Regions from separate parts of the Zea mays genome. Here all the other regions are linked to region 3. A link is a contact called in public Hi-C data. All regions are on one chromosome and are shown on one strand. Each heading gives the region's core, a stretch centred on a gene start, on an enhancer-like site or on the middle of the called end of the contact. The rest is flanking DNA. Distances are from core to core; before and after follow the strand shown. Region 1 holds the start of LOC542318 (sugary 1). Region 2 holds the start of LOC100280575. Region 3 holds the start of LOC100193686.

Region 1 (4,318 bases), core at 4-2,503, 670 kb after region 3:
CGTGCGTCCGTTGCGGGAAACGACGGGGATCTAGGCGACGCCGTGACGGTGATGCTCCCGTTCACGTTTCGCAGCTTTCGCTGCACCCCTTTGATTCACGGTGGCCCCACAGAAAAGCCCATGTCCACGGGGCCCACTCCCGGGTCCGGACACGCGCCGAGGGAGAGGGGCTCCCAGATTTTCTAGGGACTGCTACCTTCTTTTTTTAGATAAATAATAGACCAAAATCCGGTTTTACTATTTCGAGGGTAAGCGCAAATTCACATAACTTAAAAAAAAATCTAAAACATCTCACAAAACATAACAAAATTATAAGTCTAGAAGACTTAATAACTCCCCTACTCATCAGCGACTCAAACTCACTTTAAAAAACGGCTCATTACAACTCAATCCTATTTAAAAACCTCCAACCCTGATAAGCAAAAAACTGCGTGGCCACCAACTTCAGATAACGACAGATTTTAATTAAAAGATCAGCTGCTTCTTCACTTTTCTGTAGCTGCGTCTAGAGTCTGAGCCAATGAGTTCCTCCAAATAAAACCTGCAAATAAGTCAACATATGTACTTTGTTAAATATTAATTCATTTCTACTTATTCAAATAGCACAGCACATGCTGAGACACCATAATAATCAAATTCTTAGTATTTAGATCCATCTCATCAACCAACTCCAAAGATATGTTTGACAGTTCTTAGTATTTAGGGACTGCTGCCGAGTACGTTCCTTCAGATCCTCTTTGGTTCTTCCTTTTCTATTTTATTTATATTGTCACTTTACTAGACCATAGTAAGAGAGAATTCTCTTTTGTGTTAATTAACCACCCACACCGTACAAATTGAGCAAGCCTTTGTTATCTCCACATACATGTATATTAATATAAGATACATATATCTCGTTTTTAAAAGAAATATCGCATTGGTTTATTATTTTAAGACTAGTTTGTAAACTCTATTTTTCTGAGAAATTCCTATTTTTCAAGAGAAAATAAACTAATTTCTTTGAAAAAATGTAAAACTTTTGATAAAATAGGATTGTCAAACTAGACCTTATTATATGTATATGTATATGTATAAAGTATCACTGTGAAAGTATGAAAAAAGTTTAGTTCTTTTCTTTTGGTGAATATAAGAGTATAAATAATAAAAAGTGGAATAGTATAGTGCCTGAAAAGCGGCAACTAGATCGTGTTTGCCAGTACGCGGGCCCCACAGAAAAAGCCCACGTCCGCCTCCCGCTGCGAAAAAACGACACGGGCCGAGTGGACGACGGTGGCCGGACGCAGACGCAGACGCTTCCGGCTGTGAAAAAACGCACGCTCCGACCCCGCCGTCCGCCGATCCGAGGCTCCGGCCCCACTCTGTCAGCGTCACTGCGTGAGCGAGCGGGCGGCGTGCGTGATCCGGACCCGCCCCTCCTCACACCGTCGCGCACGGGAGCCAAGACGAGCCGCGCTCCGTCGCATCCACCTCGTCTCGTCACACACTCCACTCGAACGCACTACTTGATCGGCCAAAGCCAAACGAACTGGGCTCCCTCCCCTCCACTTCCTCTCCCCATGGCGCAGCAGCTCCCCTGCGTCTCGTCGCCGCGCCCGCTGCTCGCCGTGCCCGCGGGCCGGTGGCGCGCCGGCGTGCGGGGCCGGCCCAATGTGGCGGGACTGGGGCGGGGGCGGCTGTCTCTCCACGCCGCCGCCGCGCGGCCCGTGGCCGAGGCGGTGCAGGCGGAGGAGGACGACGACGACGACGACGAGGAGGTGGCCGAGGAGAGGTTCGCGCTGGGCGGCGCGTGCCGGGTGCTCGCGGGAATGCCCGCGCCGCTCGGCGCCACCGCGCTCCGCGGCGGTGTCAACTTCGCCGTCTACTCCAGCGGTGCCTCCGCCGCGTCGCTGTGCCTCTTCGCTCCCGGCGACCTCAAGGCGGTGAGCATCCCCCACCCCTAGTCTTTGATGAATGCAATTTCTGCAACGCGTGCTGCGATCCTTCTGTGTCGTTCTTCTTCTCTTTTGGAATTTGAATGGAAGGGAAGTCGGCTTCATAACTTACTCCTCTATTTCTCTCTCTCTCGAATAACTTGCTTCTCCGATGCTGTACGCTAATTTGTTTGGCTTCATAGCATACGCCGGTGCTGAAATGGACTGAGTTCTCTGTATTCCTGGTATGATGCAGGATAGGGTGACCGAGGAGGTGCCCCTCGATCCCCTGCTCAACCGAACGGGAAACGTGTGGCACGTGTTCATCCACGGGGACCAGCTGCACGGCATGCTCTACGGATACAGGTTCGATGGCGTGTTCGCCCCTGAGCGCGGACAGTACTACGATGTGTCCAACGTTGTGGTGGATCCATACGCTAAGGTGACGGGCTGTTGTCCTTTACTTTGGCTATGCGTGTGAGCTGTGACACACTCAGAAACTGATTGCTGGGTGCTTGCTCATGTTTTAGTTGTTTACTTCTTCTTGTTGTTGTTTTCTCTAGGCAGTGGTAAGCCGAGGTGAATATGGTGTGCCTGCGCCTGGTGGTAGTTGTTGGCCTCAAATGGCTGGTATGATCCCTCTTCCCTATAATAAGGTAAGCCAGAACTACTCTCGCTCACACTACCTTCCTGTTTGCTTTCATGCTGTATCCTTCTCTTCCAGTTTTATGTCCCCATGTCTGACTCACTCACGATTAAACAATAAAAAGAAACCACCGCATATATTTGGTCATTGATGATTTGAAAAGTCCGATGAACTAACTGAACAAAGCGCTAGAACTATCAACTGTAGGTTAGGATCATTGGTTCTGTTACTTAGTTTCTCGTTTGCAGGTTCAAATGGAGTGAAGTTATATTTACTGCGTATTCATGTTGTCTTTGTTATTTCATTTCGTATGATAAGGGTTTGCATTTGCAGTTTGATTGGCAAGGTGACCTACCCCTTGGGTACCATCAGAAGGACCTTGTCATATATGAAATGCATTTGCGTGGATTCACAAAGCACAACTCAAGCAAGACAAAACACCCAGGAACTTACATTGGTGCTGTGTCAAAGCTTGACCATCTAAAGGTACTGTTACGAACAGACTAGCTATAAGTCTGCGAAAGTGTCCTCATGCATTTGTTTAGGTTTTGCAACTATGCCAAGTAATGCTGCCCTAGTCTATTAGTTCATAGGCATAAACACAGATTTTACTTTGTGCTTACATAAATGTTTTTGCTCAGTAAACTTGTCAGTGGTATTGGTCGTCTTAGACTTTTTGGCATGTGTTTGTTGTTGGAATATAATATAAGTGAATTGTCAACCTTCTCCTATCAGCTTAAGCTTTTGGATAGAAAGAATTGGTTGGTGCATGTAACTTAATATGGTATTAAAGACAGAGGTCATGAATTCGAATCCTGACTAGCACAATTAAATAAAACCCAAAAGCTTAAGCTTATAGGAAGAGATGGATAATTCACTTATATTATATTCTAACATTTATGACTAAACTCTTTGTTTGACCTGCATAAACTCCCTTCACAGGAACTTGGAGTGAACTGTATAGAGCTAATGCCCTGCCATGAGTTCAATGAGCTAGAGTACTTCAGCTCCTCTTCGAAGTATGTGGATTTGGATTACAGTATATAGATGCCATCAGTTTTATAGGACTCTGGAACTGATATCTTTTTGTTTCATTGAGCATGATCGTATATGACCTTTTCGTTCTATTTTCCATGATATTTCCCCCATTTCCAGATTTGCTAGTGTGATCTCCAATTTTGTGCCTTACCCTTATAGCTTGATCACAACTGACTTATATTCATATATTGACACATTATTTCATATAATTGTTCATCCTTGTGCCAGGATGAACTTCTGGGGATATTCCACAATAAATTTTTTCTCACCAATGGCAAGATATTCTTCAAGTGGCATAAGAGACTCTGGATGTGGTGCCATAAATGAATTTAAAGCTTTTGTAAGGGAGGCCCACAAACGGGGAATTGAGGTAACCAAGCCAATTTAAGTTAATGGCTGAATGCTAACCGAAATAAGAGCTTCCTTATATCATTTTTGACATGGAGATATGTCACTATTAGGTGATCATGGATGTTGTCTTCAATCATACAGCTGAAGGTAATGAGAAAGGCCCAATATTATCCTTTAGGGGGATAGATAATAGTACATACTACATGCTTGCACCTAAGGTGAGATACATTATTCATCTTGTAATCGTTCTTTCATGGACCACAAAGTATTTATGTATTCCATTTCATAGATTCACGTCTATATAACAAGCTATTTGAAGAGCATTTATTTGTGCAGGGAGAGTTTTATAATTATTCTGGTTGTGGAAATACCT
Region 2 (4,630 bases), core at 480-2,979, 910 kb before region 3:
TTGTGGGATATTATTCAGATTATGTTGATGAAGAGCATGTATATGACACATATAGTATTGTTCCTAAAAAAACATGACAGTATAGATACAACAGTTTCTGAACCATTGAGTATGACATGTACAAAAAACCTAGAAAAGCAAGATCCTTTTAGAAAGAAAAAATGACACATTTTACTGCTAAACCCCAGAAGGAAGCTTTAAAAGGGAAATGCTAATGTGTCTTCACAAGTTCACATAACAAAGATCTTTTTTGTCAGATTTAATGAGCACAAAACAATGGGTTGTATGGAATTAAATGTTGACAAGAAACAGTTTGCCTAAGAGAGGTGACTCTTTTCTTGTTGAGCATTTATATTGTACAGTAATTTTCAGTTTCATATAAAATCAATTATCCTAGAACAGCTAAGGAACATCTTTCTCCTCCAAAGAAACTTGTTCATCTAAAATTATTAAACTTGATATTCCTCTGGTGCCCACAGGTATAAAATAATGATGCCTACTATCATCAACTAGCCTCAGCAGCTAATCAATTCAATTTAACCATTATTTCTCTGCTGCGCATAAGTTCAGCATAAGAACTGATCAGCACAAAAAAAAAAAAGATGATGGAACCATCAGAAGGATCCCAAGTCTGGTGAATATGAACCAATGTCTGGCTAAGGTACAATCTAACATCAAGGTCACAAACAATAGTTCTGAAAGCTACCGGTAGTATAAACTGCACAACGGAACGAACAAGCATATTCTCAGTTGCTTGTCCTCCTTTGTCACAAGTCAGAAGCCAATTTTTGTTCCTTGTTGTCCTGAATTTGAGAATCCAGGTGTCCCCACAAGTCACAAGCACACAAGCAAGGTATTTAGTGCTAGCGTCAAGTTATCAGACACGGAAAAAATATCTATCATACTGATCATGTGCTTGTTATTAATACATTGTCAGGTAGAGCTTAGAACCATGAAAATTCTGGAGGGCCACAGGAAACAAACAATATCTGTATTTGTCATGGTTGAGGGGGAACCTGGACAAGGTAGTAGAAGATCCGGAGGCCCTCCGGGTCCTTGCTGGACTGGACATCGACGAGGGAGCCGATCTTGGAAGTGGTGAATGAAATGTGCTCGTTGCCCATGACGATCTCGAGCTCCTGGCGGCCGATGCGGTCGGGCTCGGGCCAGTTGCTGTCGTCCTCCTTCATGATCTGCGACCGGGGTAGGGGGGTCAACCGACAAACCAATCAAACAGACAAAATGAAACCGGCTCTTCAGCGGCAAAACCTAGCTAGGTTTTCGGTAGAGACCGAGAACACAGTGAAGAAAAGAAAATGGGAGCGCGCATACGTCGGACTCCTGGATGATCCTCCTGGCCTCGCGGAGGACGGAGGGCGAGACGAAGACCTCCTTGCGGATCATGGTGTCGTTCTTGTAGTTGGAGTTGTTGGCGTAGCGGAGCTTGCCGTCGGGGCGGAACTCGAACTCGAGGAACTCGTGCCCGAACTTGCCCTTGTGTCCCACGTAGTAGCGCAGGTAGAACTCGCCCTCGCCCTCGCCAGCGCCGCTGTTCTCGCCGCCGGCCGCCGCCATAGATTTCCTTTTTTTTTCTCCCCTTTGCTGCCCTTCTCGGCGATTGGAACGGAACTGGATTTGGGGTTCTGGAGTGGACGGTGAGGGTGGGCACCGCAAACGTGCTCGCCTCCTCTTCCAGTCTTCCTCCTATCGTGACTCGTGTAGAGTAATCTGCAAATATCCATCAATCTGGGCCGTACGTCTCTTGACCTAACGGAGGAGACAGTTTGCGAATATACCCAAAGTTGGGATTGCGACTATTATCCCAGTCCAAGACTTTGCAATTTGCCCCCTGGTTCATCCTGGAGCTGAAGGAAATCCAGGCTCTCTCTCTCGTCTCTGAATGTCACTTGAGTTTCTTTTATCAGGTGCCACAAAGTTGATACTCAAAAAGATTTCAAATAGCCCTACTCTACTGCAAGCTTTTAGACTTGTCGATTGATGCTAAGGTTTTCCATCTGATTTTATTTTAATAGAGAAATGGCAAGCAGCATAGATTCAACATGAACAAAAAAGGAAAACGATGGAAAATAACACGTTCAAAACGATTGAGATCCCTGATCTGCCTCTTCACATAACAAATCAATACGAATCCGTTGCCAGGCCACAGTGCACAAACTCGCAACAATTTCATTTTGCAGCAGCAAAAGACTGAACCTACAGCTGCGCAGTTTGAGAGACTCTGGGCCGCTTGGAAGCCGCCATCAGCTGGACAAGCGATGGCAGGGGGCGCGGCACCGGCACGTTCATCGACCTGTACAGCCTCCTCAGGCTCGCGTTGAGGCCCTTCGATGATCCGACAACGGTTGAAGAATCGCTCGCCCTTTCAGAGTACTGATGATCAGTGCTCCTCCCAGTTCCTGGTGTAGCGGTGGTGCCATCCTCTAGAACATGCGCAGCTGAGACCATCCCTTCAGTCGCTTCCGTACCTTCGTCAGTAGTCATCTTATGCCTGCAAACTCCCGCCGTCAAACGAGCACGAGCATTCAGGTTTTGTTCTTGCGCCCCCAGTTCAGCCGCTGTGTTCCCTCTGTCATGTTCAGTCTCTACACCTTTCTTTCCACCTTCAGTTAGATCAACTACTTCTACTCCGTCATCAGATTTGATGTCGTTCAGCAGCTCAGATTCATCACAGATCGGATTGTGCTCCCTTGTTGCAGCTTCAGTTAACCCAACCACTTGAATAGGCTTACTATGTCTACAAAACTCAAGCTCAGTTGCAGAATCCTTGGCTTCAAGCTCATCGTCACCAATGATCTCGGCACTCTCATACTCATAGTTCCACAGTTCAGGTTCGTGTTGTGGTAATCCGAACCTTGCGCTTCCGAAAAGCGTGACAGGTGGCTCGACTCTGACCTCGAAATCAACCACTGCTGCTTCTGCACCCTCCTCCGGTGCTTGGCTGATATCATCAGAGGGAGCACAAGCGCTGAACACTTCCTCGCGCTTCTCGACGGCTTCTACTGTCAGCAGCACTGCCTGGGCCGAGCTGGTAACGGTAGACATTCCATCAGATATCCCGAGCAACTTCCAGATGGGATCGTCAGGTCCGAACCGGGACAGGGAGCAGTGCTTCCTCACATAGCTGAGGTCCACCGCCATGCACGGCGGCGTGGTGGAGACGACCCATTTGGGCTTGAGGATCCCCAGCGCCTGCTCCAACTCCTCCCGGGAGGAGTGCATCGACAAGCAGACGTGCCAGACCCCGAACTCGTCGCGCATCGCCTCCGTCAGCACCGGTTTCTGCTGCTGCTGCGTCGACGCCTCCTCCGGTGGCGGTGGGTCGTAGTACGCGTACCACTGCGAGGAGGGCCTGATGATGAGGGGCTCCGGCTGGCGCGCGGCGCGCGCCTGCGCGAGGATCTCCGTGGCCCGCTCCGACAGCCGCGGGAACGGCAGGACGTGGAAGCGGGTGGAGGGCGCGGCGTCGTCGGCGGCGAGGATCTCCGGCGCGACGTGCGCCAGCCTCTGGTGGCAATCGGAGTTCTTCTCCCTGTCGACGTAGATCTTGGACCCGAACGCCTTGGACACCTCGACGAGGACGTCCTCCTGCCCCAGCATGTCGCACACGAGGTACACCACCGGCGCGCTCGGGTGCTTCCAGACGCAGTCGATCACCTGGCGGATGGAGTCCTGCGTGGCGGGGAAGCGCAGGGAGCACCGCGCGAAGGTGCAGTCGAGGAAGAGGTAGTCGATGCGGCGGGCGAGGTGGGACGTCAGGGCGCTGAGGCAGTCGGGCGTCAGGCGGCAGTCGCCGGTGTGCAGGACGTCGCCGAAGGGGCCCTCGAACAGGAACATCACGGCGCCTGTATGTTGAAATTGAAAAGGGATCGAATGAGGTCCCCCGGTCGGTGATCCGAATCAACAAGGGGCGGCGCGCTGACCTGGGCAGTGGTTGGCGTCGACCGCGGTGACGGTGAAGTCGCCGTCGGGGTCCGGGACGCGCAGCGGCGGCTGGCCGACGTCCAGCTCGACGAAGGCGGCGCGGTCGAGCTGCGGGAAGATGCGGAGGGCGATGAGGATGGTGAGGCGGGAGGCGTAGACCGGGGAGGAGGAAGCGGAGACGGCGGACGTAGCGGTGATGCCGGCGAGGTGGTCGCGGTGGGCGTGGGTGAGGAAGCGGTGGCGCTTCAGCGCCGACGCCGGGGTCCACGTGTCCACCGCGAATGGCAGACCCCGAGGCATCTCGATCGGCATCTCGCTCGCTCGTCTCCTCCCGTGTCCGGGCCAGGCCTCCTCCGGCGAGCGAGCGATCCGATCTGCGGATTGGAGTGGCGCCGCCCTCGCCCAAATTTCGTGTTTTTGTGGAGGTTTGGTTTGAGCGGAGGGCGGGAGAAGAGTCGGAAAGGCGGGAACTGTTTTTCACGGCATTTGACTGGGTTTAATCAGCAGCATTATATATCCGGTCGCCAGATAAGCTTATCCTAAAAATACATTTTCAAACTTGTATAGAACACTTTGCTCAGTAGACAACACTCAAACAAACGTGGATTTTATCGTTGGACATCATTGAGATTTTTTACTCCCTCTATCTTAAAATAAAATCCGTTTTACTTTTTGACTAGCTTCATAC
Region 3 (4,540 bases), core at 359-2,858:
GCTTGCATTGTTCAATCATTCCACACCGTACCCTGCTGTGTTCATCGCATCATCTATCCCAGTTTCCATGACTCAGTTCTCACGAAAAATAAATAACTAATTACGTACGATGCGTCAATGTTTTACATCGATGAAATCGATTTTTCAGTAACAGTTCTCAATTAACCATTCGAACCATTTCCATAGGTACATAGATAGCTGGATCTGAAAACGCCTGTAAAAGGGTTCTGAACCATCTCTACTACACAGGCTATTTGTACTAGTTGATATGTCGGGGACTAAGGGCCTGTTTGTTTACCCCCGAGATTATATAATTTGGATTAAATAATCTTAAGAGGCAAACAAACAGTCCAGCTTATTTGACTAGATTATATAATCTAACCCCTTGGATTATGATAATCCATAAGCAAGTGAGGAGGTGCTTATTTCAGATTATTTTTTTCCCACTTCCCCACTACCCTTTCAAGTTTCCTAGAAATTACCCACCATTGCCATTATAATCCACCGAATCGTTTTTGCGCCTAGTACTAGTCAATTTGGGGATGAAGAAGGTGACATGAATGCCTTCCGTGATAATATTGCTAATGCAATATTTGCCAATGTCAATTGATTTTTTTTTTCATATATGAGTTTCAACCTAGTACAAATATAAAGGGCATTCTTGTCTTTCTCATACAAAAAAATCTTATTAACAACTCAAATAATCTGGGTAAACAAACAGGACTACCGAGATTATATAATCCAGATTATATAATCCTCCAAAAATAATCCAGATTATATAATCCATGGGGGTAAACAAACAGGCCCTAAAAGGGTCCGTCGTCGCCTGTCAACTCAACCGCACCACGCACTTTGGGTACACCAAACCAAACCGCCGCTGCAGAATCGCAACGGATCCACTCACGTAGGTCTGGAACTGGAACAAGTATACGTCGGTCCGCAACAGAGACGGCACGGTGGTTGCGCGGTGGTTTGCCTTGCGATTTGCATGCATGCATGCATCACGATAATAATCGGCTGCACCCACCGGACACCGGCAGAGCAAGCAACTCGCTACCTAATCCTAATAATCGGCTGCAGCCACCGTACCTAATGACACCCTGCAGCAAAAGCAAGCATGCACGCAGCAGCAGGACGCGCGCCATCACTGAGACCCACCCGCTACGCGTCGCCGTCTCCCAGCCGCCATCCCTCCCCGCTAGCTACTATTCGCTAACGGCTAACCCTTTCTCTCTGCTCGCCTCGCCATTACTGTTCGGACTGAGCTCTGCCTGCTGGAGCCTGGACTACATCGTGATGATGGCGGAGGTGCCTGCGCTCCTCTTTAACAATTTCTCCCTTCCTTTCCTTCTTTCTTTCTTTCTTTTATGCCCGTCTCCTTTTCTTAATCTTTTTTCCCCTGACGAGCGTTCGAGCGCGCGAAGCCCTGGGCCTGCGCGTATCTTCCTGCAGGGTTTCATTTCGTCCTCCCGGCCCCTCCCTCTCTTTATTAGCTTTCCTAATGATTTCCTCTGGCCTCAGCTCGAGCTCGCTCGTGCGTGGGCCAATATAATCCTCCACAAATCCCACCCCGCCTCTCATCACGGCCTCCCCTCCCCTGGTACTATACGCGTGTTCCGCCGCGAGCTCCATTAGCGCGGCTAGCTCCCATGCTCATCGCTTTCGCTGACCTTTGAGAGCCATATTCTGTTCCTCCTCCTCCTCCTCCTCCTTCAGTTGGTAGCGCTCGTCATCATTCCAGGCAGCAAGATCGCATGACACACAGCTGAAGCTCGGCTTTGGCGCTTCTTGGTGACCGAAGCACGCGCAGCATCCATCCGCCATGGAGAGTGCCGGCGGACGACCAGAGGCGGCGGCGGCGGCGGTGCTCAAGGTCAAGGGAAGAGACGCCGGAAGAAGACCGAACGGGGCTCACTCGTCTTCTTCCTGCCTGCAACACCGACACTCCAGAAGGTTAGTTAGCATCAAGCATGAAGCACCCATTCTGGCTTTTTTTAGTTATTCACTTATTCCTTGTTTCTTTCTTTCTTTCTTTCTTTTTTCCAGCGAAACTGACCGTATGTTCCTTATATTATTATATACACTGCAATTCTCTGTGCCCTGTCTTTGTCGATCACTTCACTTCGCTTCAGTTGATATGGACCGCTCAGCAACGCTGAAACTTTGTGTTCTAGGCTTCTGCTGTACTTCCAGAGCTGTTTTTTTTTTCCAGCTACCGCTGTTCGATCCCTTTTCTGTCGGTGAATACTGAATAGCAAGACAGACACTTCAGCTGCACTTCCAGAGCCATTTTTCCAGCTCCGTGTCATCTGCTTGCTAGTTGCTACCATGTTTCTGGCGCCATTCTACTGGAAAAAAAAATAAAGAAAGAAAGATCATAGTTATCCAGTCGTCAGTAGCTTTAAACCACGCACCGATCCTCTTGTTGGCTCGGTGGTGTCCTTCTGACCTCAACCAGTCATTGTGTTTTTTTTTTCCAGAACAACGAGCGCGTCGTACGTAAATGCTCCCGACGTGTCGCCGCGACTCTCCGCCGGTCACATACCTGTGGGTAACCTAACCCGCCTTCGGTTCTTGCTCATGTTCGTCAAACTGACATACTGAAAGCTCGCGTCTTCCACGCCTTTTATTTCCATGCATGGTTGCGCAGGCGGCCATCAGTCGCAGTGAGGTGCTCGACGACACAAGGCGTTCGCTCGACCTCCCTGACCAGTTTCCCGAGCATCGCGTCGCCGCAGCCACAGAGAGAGCTGAAAGAAGCGGTTCGAAGGTTAGTGTTAGCTGGCTCATGATCTTGGAGGGCCAGGGCCTAGCTGTTTTTTCTTTCTTTCCAAAAGCTGTTATTAGAGTGCAGGTCTTCCGACTTCCGTCCATGCTTTATTACCAATCACATTCCTGGCTGTTATCCATCTCTTGTGCCAGCACAATGATGCTTTGTCATATCTAGGGAGAAGTGAGTAAAAGCCATGAGTGATGATTATGCTTCTCTTCTTCTTTTCCTTCTTAATGACGTACTGCCAGTACGTACGTGCTGTTGTCAGGGAACTGTATCCGAATTCCAAATTTTGAACATGATTTAGCAAGACAGACAGAGAGAAAGAGAATAGTTGACTAGTTGTAAACTTGTAATGTATGGATCATGCCTTTCATTCGATGGCTACTGATCTTGCTTCGAGCGCAGTCTGCCGCGGACCTGGCCTGGGAGATAGCCGTCCTGGAGGAGCAAGTCGTCCGCAAGGAGCTGCACCTGCTGTCCCTGTACAGAGCCGCGTTCGACCAGTACCTCGGCGTCTCCCCTCGCGCGTCTGCTCAGGTACGCAACCACAACCACCCGTCACCTCTGCAAACGGGAGCACATCAATGTCCGGAGGTCAGTCATGCCGCACTCTAAAGGAAACGGACAAAACAGTTACGTTATGACCCAATCATATGTGGAGCAGGAACCGCGCCATGAGCGCAGCAGCAGAAGGGCTACTGCTGCTGACGACGAAGGCGCCCTTCGCCTGAGGAGCATCAAGGAGTCTGCGTCCTACAGCCTACCAACGCTCTCCGATTCTAAACGCGTAGTATGAGCAGCGTCTCTTCTCTCCGACCAATCCTTCCACCTTTGGCTCTGTTTCTACTACCAGCTGGTTCTTGAGTGTTGACTGTTGACGACAGAAACCATCTGATCTAACACACGGCTCTTGGTGGTGTTCTGCTGAAGCACGCGCAGGAGCTCTCCAGGTGCTCCTCAGGGCGGTCCAGCCTGGCCAACTTCCTGAGCGCCTCGATCGCTGAGTACGTGCCTAAGATCTCGTGCAAGCTCTCGGAGGACATACTGCGGTGCGTCTCCGCCGTCTACTGCAAGCTCGCGAGCAGGCCGCTGTCGCAGGAGGAGGAGGAGGCGAGGTCCGAGACGCCGCCGTTCACGCCTTCTCTCTCGGTCTCGTCCGCGTCGAGCTCCTTCTCCCTCAAGAAGCAGCACCCCGTCCGTGGCTGGAGCCCTCGGTGCTACTACAACGCCGACGCGACTGCGACCCCGGACGCGTACGCTTCGTCCGGCGGGAGCAGTGGGCGGTACAGTGGGGTGATGGTTTTCCCAGGGATACATGTAGACGAGGAGAAGTTTGAGTATGCCTGCAAAATGCTGGACACTATCAGGTAAGCAACCATGCAAAAAAAAAAAAAAAGAGGATTAGAACCATGGGAATAGGAAAATGTTTGATTAAATTACAGGTGGTATTTTGTGACCCAGTAGATCGCTGATCAAACGGCTGGAGAAGATTGATCCTAGAAAGATGGCACATGAAGAGCAGCTCTGTTTCTGGGTCAACATCCACAATGCCTTGGTTATGCATGTAAGTTCAGTGCTGTTAACACCTGACGACTTGAAGAATGTTCAGACTTCTAACATCCCTTCTGCAATATGGAAGGCTTTCATGGCCTATGGATTACAGGAAAAACGGATGAAAAGCACTGACTTGATTCTGAAGGTATACTTACCATATACTTTTTAGCAAGCAGTCAAATAACAATCACGCTGGAATCAGGAAATGAG

The links. A called contact is a pair of places that touch in the nucleus more often than the background predicts.
Region 1: a contact with region 3 is called in a Hi-C map of ear, with 4 times the contacts expected there. The contact joins the promoter of LOC542318 here to the promoter of LOC100193686 in region 3. A contact is called at or near these places in 5 of 25 Hi-C or Micro-C datasets (bundle sheath, ear, leaf and 2 more).
Region 2: a Hi-C map of leaf shows a contact between it and region 3, with 2.4 times the contacts expected there. The contact joins the promoter of LOC100280575 here to the promoter of LOC100193686 in region 3. A contact is called at or near these places in 3 of 25 Hi-C or Micro-C datasets (ear, leaf and tassel).

Annotation. Positions count from the first base shown.
Region 1 is chr4:43,428,675-43,432,992 of Zm-B73-REFERENCE-NAM-5.0, forward strand. It overlaps LOC542318 (sugary 1), which reads left to right and starts at 1,254. Exons shown (of 18, transcript XM_008680135.3): 1 at 1,254-1,919; 2 at 2,167-2,352; 3 at 2,474-2,566; 4 at 2,890-3,042; 5 at 3,499-3,575; 6 at 3,823-3,964; 7 at 4,056-4,163; 8 at 4,282-4,318. The coding sequence starts at 1,557.
Region 2 is chr4:41,854,997-41,859,626 of Zm-B73-REFERENCE-NAM-5.0, forward strand. LOC100280575 reads right to left here and starts at 1,730. Exons shown (of 3, transcript NM_001153494.1): 1 at 1,333-1,730; 2 at 1,017-1,193. The coding sequence starts at 1,575.
Region 3 is chr4:42,762,141-42,766,680 of Zm-B73-REFERENCE-NAM-5.0, forward strand. It overlaps LOC100193686, which reads left to right and starts at 1,609. Exons shown (of 11, transcript NM_001138778.1): 1 at 1,609-1,953; 2 at 2,481-2,547; 3 at 2,651-2,770; 4 at 3,182-3,313; 5 at 3,441-3,566; 6 at 3,716-4,143; 7 at 4,241-4,340; 8 at 4,416-4,475. The coding sequence starts at 1,823.